Regions from separate parts of the Sus scrofa genome. Here region 1 is linked to region 2. The links are chromatin contacts, called in public Hi-C maps. All regions are on one chromosome and are shown on one strand. Each heading gives the region's core, a stretch centred on a gene start, on an enhancer-like site or on the middle of the called end of the contact. The rest is flanking DNA. Distances are from core to core; before and after follow the strand shown. Region 1 holds the start of NT5C2 (cytosolic purine 5'-nucleotidase). Region 2 overlaps NT5C2 (cytosolic purine 5'-nucleotidase).

Region 1 (4,277 bases), core at 1,445-3,944, 40 kb after region 2:
CGCGAAGTCGCTGAATTCTCTAAATACACAGACATCCCAGGAATGGGGGGAAGTGCAAACTTTAAAATATGTACACAACAATTATAACTACATAAAAATTAGTGCATTTACTTAAGAACTATAAAGATTAGGTATTTATCATAAATAACATGATAAAGTTTTTTTTTTTTTTCTTTTTGTCTTTCTGTCTTTTGTTGTTGTTGTTGTTGCTATTTCTTGGGCCGCTCCCGCGGCATATGGAGGTTCCCAGACTAGGGGTTGAATCAGAGCTGTAGCCACCGGCCTACGCCAGAGCCACAGCAACTCAGGATCCGAGCCGCGTCTGCAACCTACACCACAGCTCACGGCAACGCCGGATCGTTAACCCACTGAGCAAGGTCAGGGATGGAACCCGCAACCTCATGGTTCCTAGTCGGATTCGTTAACCACTGCGCCACGACGGGAACTCCTGATAAAGTTTTTTTAACTACTGAATTTAATTTAAGCTTTTTCTTTTTTTTTAATATTTATTTATTTTCCTTTGTTTCTGCTTAATTTCTTTTTTTTTTTTTTTTTGGTATCTCTTGGGCCGCTCCCACGGCATATGGTGGTTCCCAGGCTAGGGGTCTAATCGGAGCTGTAGTCTCCGGCCTACACCAGAGCCACAGCAACTCGGGATCTGAGCCGCGTCTGCAACCTACACCACAGCTCACGTCAACACCAGATCATTAACCCACTGAGCAAGGGCAGGGACCGAACCCTCAACCTCATGGTTCCTAGTCGGATTCGTTAACCACTGCGCCACGACGGAAACTCCGAATTTAAGCTTTTTGATAAGAGAGGCAAGCAATAAAAACATATCCTTTTTTCAAAAAAACACATTTTGTGTGCTTTCTTTCCCCACTAAACAGTAGCAATAGCCTAGAGACAGGTGAATGAACATTCCTCCTAACATTCCACTGTAATTTGCCTTTCTTTAGGAAGATACACCTGATTTCACTAGTAAGGCTTTGCCGATACCTGAAGTAAATATCTATATACATATTCCTACAATCATAAACTTTTGGAAACCTTTAGCTGATGGCAAATTTTCATACAATGGAATCAAATCTTGGAACTGAATGGACCCTTGCTGAGCATCTCCTTCCGCCCTCTCGTTTTACAGATTAGTTGGTCACTAAACTCTAAAATCTAAATACTGGGTTGATAAGAATAATGCAGCAACCCATACTACCGAAATGTAGCTGCTGATATTGCCACAGAAATGCATTTCAAAAATAAGGTCTGTGTGCTAGCATCAGCCCAGCATGTGGAGTTCTGCTTTTAATTACTAGCTGTGTCTTCTTGAACTTAACCTCTTCAGGCCCGGATGTTTTCATCTTGGTAAATTCTAATCACTACTGAAAAGTGTCCAGGTAAATATAGAAAAAGACCTCAATAATATTAAGTTTTCACGGTGAATGGCACTGTTTCACATTACAGGTAGCAGAGTTTGCATCCGCTGCCTTAAGAGGCAAAAGAGTTGTAGAGACATTATGAAACAAGTTCAATCAAGAGGAACCAGTCTGCACCTGGACATGCACACTCGCGCACACACAACCTTATAAATGGTTGGTGACTAGTCATTGCAGAGCACTGCACTTAGAATGCATCCTCAAAACAACGGCCCAAAGCCGAGAGCAAGGGAAACCACTACATCTGACACCCAGCTCTACCTACAGCCTTGAACAGCTGAGGCCTACCGGAGTCAAAACTCCCAAACGTCACGCTTACAACTAGTGGTTAGGCCTCAGATTTGCATCTCACTCTCGGCCCGCTCTCTCGAGAGCTTCGGGGGTCCCCAGGAAATGGCAACGCATTGACTGCCACCGGACAGCTGGCCCCTGACTTGGGAGCAACTGGAAAATAACAAGCACGGTTTTTGTGGAGGCTTGCAATTCGATGTGCGCTTTCCAGGAAGTGCTGCAAACGACAAAACTGGCATGTGGGCAATCAGTTGGCAATTTCTTGTGGTTCTTGCTACAACGTTCTCAACCCTGCGTACTAACTCGGAAGCCGGCTAGTTCCTCGCGGTCGACCGGGATCGCGCAAGGGGTGGGGAGGCCGGTTAAGAGAGCAGACAAGCAGGCTTCGGGAGAGGAAGCCCGCCGTCGGCCCGAAAAAATAAGCAGATCTGAGTAAAGGGGTGTCCGCCTGCGGCGGGATGGGGGCTGCCACCAGTGTGAGGGAAAAGCGGGGAAACGGGCCGGAACGCGGCAGGGCTGGCTGCAGAGACGAAGGGCCGCGCTCCAAGGAAAGGCGGGTCCCCGCGAGCCCAAGGCCGGGAAACAATGGCGCGACCGTGACGTGGGGCTGGGGGCGTCGCTGCGGCGCGGAGGAAAGGGCTGCTCAGAGGCGGGGGTGACTTGGGGCTGGGTGTGTGAGGAGGCGCCGGTGCGAGGTCCGCGGGCTCGCAGGCGGGCGCTCGGACCAAGAGGGGCTTGAGGGGCGCAGCGAACGGGTGGGGCCCGGGCGGCGGCAGGCGGGGACCCCTGACCCAGGTCGCGCGCTCTGCCGCGCACCCTCCCTCGCCCGCCCGCTCTTTCCCCGCCCGCCCGCGGGTCCCACCGCACTCACCGGCCCCGCCGCACGGCAGCAATCCCAGCGCGCAACTGCCGCAGCCGCCTGGGCGCGCGCCCTCCCCGCCCCCGCCGCCCCGGCCCGGTCCCCGCCCCCTGCTCGCGCCCGGCCAGGGACCGGCGCGCTGTTCCGTTCCCCCGCGCAGCCGCAGAACACCGTTGCCGCGACGCTCCCTGGCTGCGCAGCGATATAGAAGCCACTAAACAGGCCCGCGACTCGCGAGTCTGGGAATCTTCAGACAACACTGCCTGCTGCCGAGCTGTGGGTTGACGCACGTTAACAACCCTTCCTTATCCTTTAGGTCTCCATGCCTAGTCTTTCTGCCGGGCCCTGACTACCTTGCTTACTCCGACGCTTTTTCTTCGAGGGTGGGAGCATCTGTCTTCACAGCCATAGAAACTTCCAGTCCAGAGACTTCAAAAACTATCCGGTCCAGACTCCCAAACAACGCTTGAATTCCAAAGATAACTAAAAGTACCTGCTTTAGAGTTCACCAGGGTTCGAATCCCAGTTCCACAACTTACAAACTGTGTCACCTTTGGGCGAGCTACCTGACCTCATCATACCCAGTTCTGAACTTTCACTCTCTGGCCAAGTCCTACCCTTGGAACCTCAGAGAACAGGTCTAATTTCTCTAACATCTTCTACTTTTAAGGTACTTAAACACTTCTGCCTAAGGTCTTTTCTTATTCAAGACCAGTATCTCCTGTTCCTTCCATTGTTCCTCCTATGCCCTGGTTTTGAGGGTCTTTGTCCTCATTCTTCTCATGCACCTAGTCAGTTTGACTGTGGCTCCTTTAGAGTTTGTTGTCCAAGACTGTCTGCGGTTCCATCAGAGCAAAGCAGGATCTAGCGTCCTCCTTCCTCCTTGCATTCATGCAATAAAGTTCTGGCACCTGCACTACCGGCTTATACCACAGCCTCAGCAACACGGGATCAGAGCCATGTCTTTGACCTACATACACAGCTCATGGCAACACTGGATCCTTAACCCACTGAGCGAGGCCAGAGATCAAACCCGCCTCGTGCATCCTAGACGGGTTCATTACCACTCAGCCGAGAACTACCAGAAATCCCTCCAAGACTTTTTTTTTTAAGTGCTCTGCTGGAGCATTTTTACCCTCTCTTGAGTTTTTGAGCCAACTGCAGTTCAAGTCAGCTGAGGATGGACTTTGGGCTTCTCACCTACTAGATTTTTCAGGATATGTGGGGAGATGAAGTAGGATTGGAAGGTAGTCTAACACTAAACCAGCGTGCATGGAAAAAGGCCAGAGTTTGTGTCTAAAGATCATGTCACTAAGCAAAGATAGGTAGGTAGGTAGATAGATAGATAGAAGGAAATAAGGAAGGAAATAAGTACTTACGTTCATAGGGGTTTCTAAGTACTTAGAAGGAAATAAGTACTATGTTCATAGTGGTTTACTCTAAGTGATAAGACTTTGGAGTGGTTTCTTCTTCATACTTTTTCATAAATTTCCCAAATTTTCTACTTTTTTTTTTTTTTTTTTTTTTGCTGCACCCTCAGCATGTGAAAGTTCTGGGCCAGGGATAAAACTCTAACCAAACTTGCAGCCTGCTCCATGGCTATAGCAACACCGGATCCTTAACCTGCTGTGCCACAAGGGAACTTCCTTTTCTACACTGTTTGTATTACTTTTATAATCAATAAGTTCCTTTCC
Region 2 (3,972 bases), core at 882-3,381:
TCTCATAGAAATCAAAATATCACAAAAATTGTGTATATAAGAATTGTTTTCATCCCAAAGTAGAAAACTTATCCACTTATTTCTAAAGACAGCAAAGGAGAATAAAAGGTAATTAATTGACTTCATTTATATGATCCATGTATTTCAAGTGTACTTGTTCATTACCCATTCAGATAGCACAACAATTTCCCCAGGGGCCCCTAGAAATAAATCTAAAAGAATATTTCAGGCTTTACAGTGTTCTCTCACTTACACAGATTTCTTTCTAACCAGTTGTAACATATGCTTTACCATAGGGGAAAAAGTAGTACTAATTACTTCCCAAGAATTTTGCGTCTAGAATCTTCATAAACACTTTCTACTGAAAAACAAAATAAATCTACAAACCAGCTTTACAAACAACCACTTGAATAAACCTAATATTACCAGCATCCCTGATAATATTTATCATAAAAATTATTTAACAAAAGCTGCAAATTTGTAGCCAGTGCTGGAAGGAAAGAAAACATACAAACCTGAAGAGGCAATTCTCTCATATTTTCACACTTAAAGAACCTCAAAATTCTAGTGATGCCATGAGAGGTCTAAAAATAACACAGAATTATTTATACCCATGGCTCTTCTCTTTATTCGATAATGAGGCTTTAAAATAGCAGTAAAATGGGCCAATTTTATTTTGCTCATAATCAATACATGATTAGATTAAAATAAATTATAAACACAAGGCTCTGAAGCGACTTCAAAATTTCTATTAGAAAAAATAACTAGAAAATGAATTAAGAGCTTTGAGAAAATAAAAATTTAAGATGTACTGTATTTTTAAAGACTTATTTTTGAGAGCCCTATGTCTTATTTGATCAAAAGGAATGTTTCTCTCAAGTTAACCAGGTCTAGTTATGCTTAAAGGCTAGAAACGAGATAATTTACAGTATGCAGCTATTAACTTACATGTCACTTATTATAGTGGTCACAAAAAGAATATCAGTAATAATTCAGACTCTGAAACATAAGACAAAATAATATAAAGACAATAAAAAAGCTAGCATAGAACTATTTTATATTGCAAAATAAAGATGAATACGGGATTCCACTTGAAATTATGTTTTGTCTACACTGCCCAGAAAGAAATAATATCCTAAGACTGCTTTTCCATCTTTCACACCATTTTCTAAAGGTGCAAATTTTTAAATGCACTTGAATTTTTAAACTTCAGTCATTTCTATGTAAAATTCTTTGGTAAGACATCACTGTTTGCTTCTAATCTTCATAAACACTTTCTACTGAAAAACAAAATAAATTTACTACAGGGTAAACACAGTGCTTATATCTCACTAAATTTCTATTAAGATTATCCATTCTCAGTGCAGTCTTTCAAAATAGCAACAGTAACTTTACAGCAGATTACATGTGAAACACCAACAATGTAAGCTTTCGGCTGAATTTCTTTCAATCTCTCCCTCTCTCTCCACTCTCAGACTGGTAGCACTGCTTATTAATCTTCCAATTCACTCAGATAACTAGAACATCTCTTTGCTAAGAAAAATGAGGGGGAAAGAATAATAAACTCACTTACCCTTCCTTAGACATTCTCAAAGATCTACTTCCTCTGGAAGAGAATACAGGATCAACAAACAAGCTTCACTGATCTCTTGAGAACTGTAGCTCATTTGTTAAAGCAGAGAACTCAGGCCCTGAGAGGCCCAACAAATTCGGGCACAATGCCGAACCCTAACCAGGCAATATCTCAGATACCAATATCCTCAGCTTTAAAATACTTGAAAACCTAAGAATAATAGGAAAAAACTGGAGAGCAGGAAAAATAACTAATGGTCTGAACTGTCTAGGACTGGCCAGTTTAGGAAGGAGACAATCCAAATGGCAAGTTCCTGTAAGAGACAGGAATCGTTACTGGCAAACACACAGAAAAAGCAAATTTACCCCCTAATGAGGCCCGCCAACAGTACGCAAACAATGTGAGTTTCACAGAAGGGAGCAGCCCTAGTTAGTCCAAATCATTTAGTTTACTCTGGGAGAGAAAAAAAAAAAAAAAAATCAACAGGATACATAATACTTTGTTTTAATTATCAGTTTAGTTATTTCCTCCCTTAGAAAATGAACAATGTGAAGTACAAGAGAAGAAAGTGTTTATGTGCCGATCATATTACGGGAGGAACCTAAAGTATTTCCACACTGTGGTCTTTTTTCTGATCATTAACTGCTTTTAAGGAAAACATCTGTGTTCAAATAATTTACTCAATCGCCTGAAAATTTTAGCTCATGTGAAAAGAAATTTACTGATCTCTGGCATATGGGGGATAAACCCAGAACATTCTAAAGGTTAATTCCAAATCTCAGAGCAAGCTGAAGTTTGAAAGAAAAACATCTGCAACATTCCTGCCTCCTGACCAATATAATGCATAGAGATTATGCAACAGGGGGAGAAATAAACAAGTGTGCTAAACTCTAAGAACACTGAGATGGCAAATAAATCTTCCTAGTGGTTATTCACAAATAAAATATATATACTTTAAAGAAATACTACCTGAATTAAAATTTAATCTAAAAAACTTTAAATACTATCTACATATCTTACCATAAAGGTTTCTGTTAACTACAATGTTTAAATAGTCACCATGTACCTAAAAGCGCTACTAAATACTATAAATTCAAACTAAATTATTTTCAGTTTATTTAGAAAAAAACAGTATGGTGTAATGGCAAGAGAATGAGTACCAGAACAACTATGTTTAAATTCTGCTTCTCTGCTTTCTGGCTGAATAAGCTAATTAACCTAAGCCTGAGATTTTTTTATCTATGGAAGACAGATAACATCTGGTAGGGTTGAGGTCTACCATTTGTAAGTACTCAAAGAACTATTATAACTTGGAGGGGTTGGGGTACAGGGAAAACAATTGCTAAGCATTACCTCACCAAAATCTCTCTCGAAAAATACATTTTTAAAATCCAATTCTCAAAATATATGTGGATATGAAGGTCTTTCACTCTCCTCAAATCAAATTCCATAAACACAAGAATACAAGCTGAATGTGGAAAAATGATCTAATCCTTGAGAGTGCCAACTTCCCATGGCTTCCCTGGATTTCCAGCTCGTGGCATCACAGCTTAGTGTGGTGGAAATAAATGCAATTACTATTTTAAGACTTTACTACTTGTAAAGAGAAAGGAAAACAAAAATCTCCCTTGAACAGAGGGTATACACACTTATATGGGCTTTCTGTGCAAAAGAGAATGCGCTGTCTAAAGATGATTAGCTATTTCAAACTCAGTTCATATATTCAAGAAGTATTTATTAAATCTCTACGTGCCAGTGCCTATCAGTAATACAAAAACAAACATGACATCCTTGTTTTTTCGGAGTTCAAAGTCTAATGGAAGAGGCCCACGCACAAACAGTTAAAAAGTGGTGTGTAACTGTAGTTTTAGAGACATGCACAACAGAAGGGTGCATCTATATTCTCCTACTGAAAGGCAGGATGCTCGAGTTGTTGCTATTGTTAAACTGATGCTATGCTACTCACTTTATATATGTATTATCTTATTTAATACTCAAATAACTCTAAGAGGTAGAAATTATGACAATTTTAATAGATAATGAAACAAAGTTTATGGCAGTGAAATACTGTGATTCTAAAGAAATTAAACGGAATAATCCAAAATGCTAACCCAAGGCCCTGGCTCCTAACCACACCACTAAAATGATTACAAGGTGTTAATCAGACTAAGAAGAAAATGAGGCAGAGAACATTCCAACAGAAGAGAGACTATGAATGAAAAGCAGAGTGACACAGACCTTACGTTGTGTGGAAAATACCTAGAAACAGTTCAGAGTTGATGGGATACAGAATTTGAAGAAGGGAACTGTTCAAGATCAAAGTGGAGGAGTTCCTGTCGTGGCTCAGTGGTTAACAAATCCGACTAGGAACCATGAGGTTGTGGGTTCAATACCTGGCC

Evidence for each region. Hi-C and Micro-C count contacts between places; a contact is called where the count stands out from the background.
Region 1: a contact with region 2 is called in a Hi-C map of liver, with 1.5 times the contacts expected there. The contact joins the promoter of NT5C2 here to the enhancer-like site in region 2. A contact is called at or near these places in 8 of 47 Hi-C or Micro-C datasets (heart right ventricle, liver, retroperitoneal adipose tissue and 1 more) and 2 of 2 datasets of contacts at active chromatin or transcription factors (alveolar macrophages and skeletal muscle).

What each region holds. Positions count from the first base shown.
Region 1 is chr14:114,164,766-114,169,042 of Sscrofa11.1, forward strand. It overlaps NT5C2 (cytosolic purine 5'-nucleotidase), which reads right to left and starts at 2,695. Exons shown (of 18, transcript XM_001929278.6): 1 at 2,596-2,695. All of the region lies in intron 10 of PCGF6 (polycomb group RING finger protein 6), which reads right to left.
Region 2 is chr14:114,125,075-114,129,046 of Sscrofa11.1, forward strand. All of the region lies in intron 2 of NT5C2 (cytosolic purine 5'-nucleotidase), which reads right to left. All of the region lies in intron 11 of PCGF6 (polycomb group RING finger protein 6), which reads right to left. Among named protein-coding and RNA genes, the nearest start is that of NT5C2, 40 kb to the right of the region's middle. Within about 2 kb of position 2,132, at least 26 of the 83 cell types and tissues checked have an H3K27ac peak or open chromatin away from gene starts, as enhancers often do. A contact at or near this core is called in liver and skeletal muscle, where this site is marked.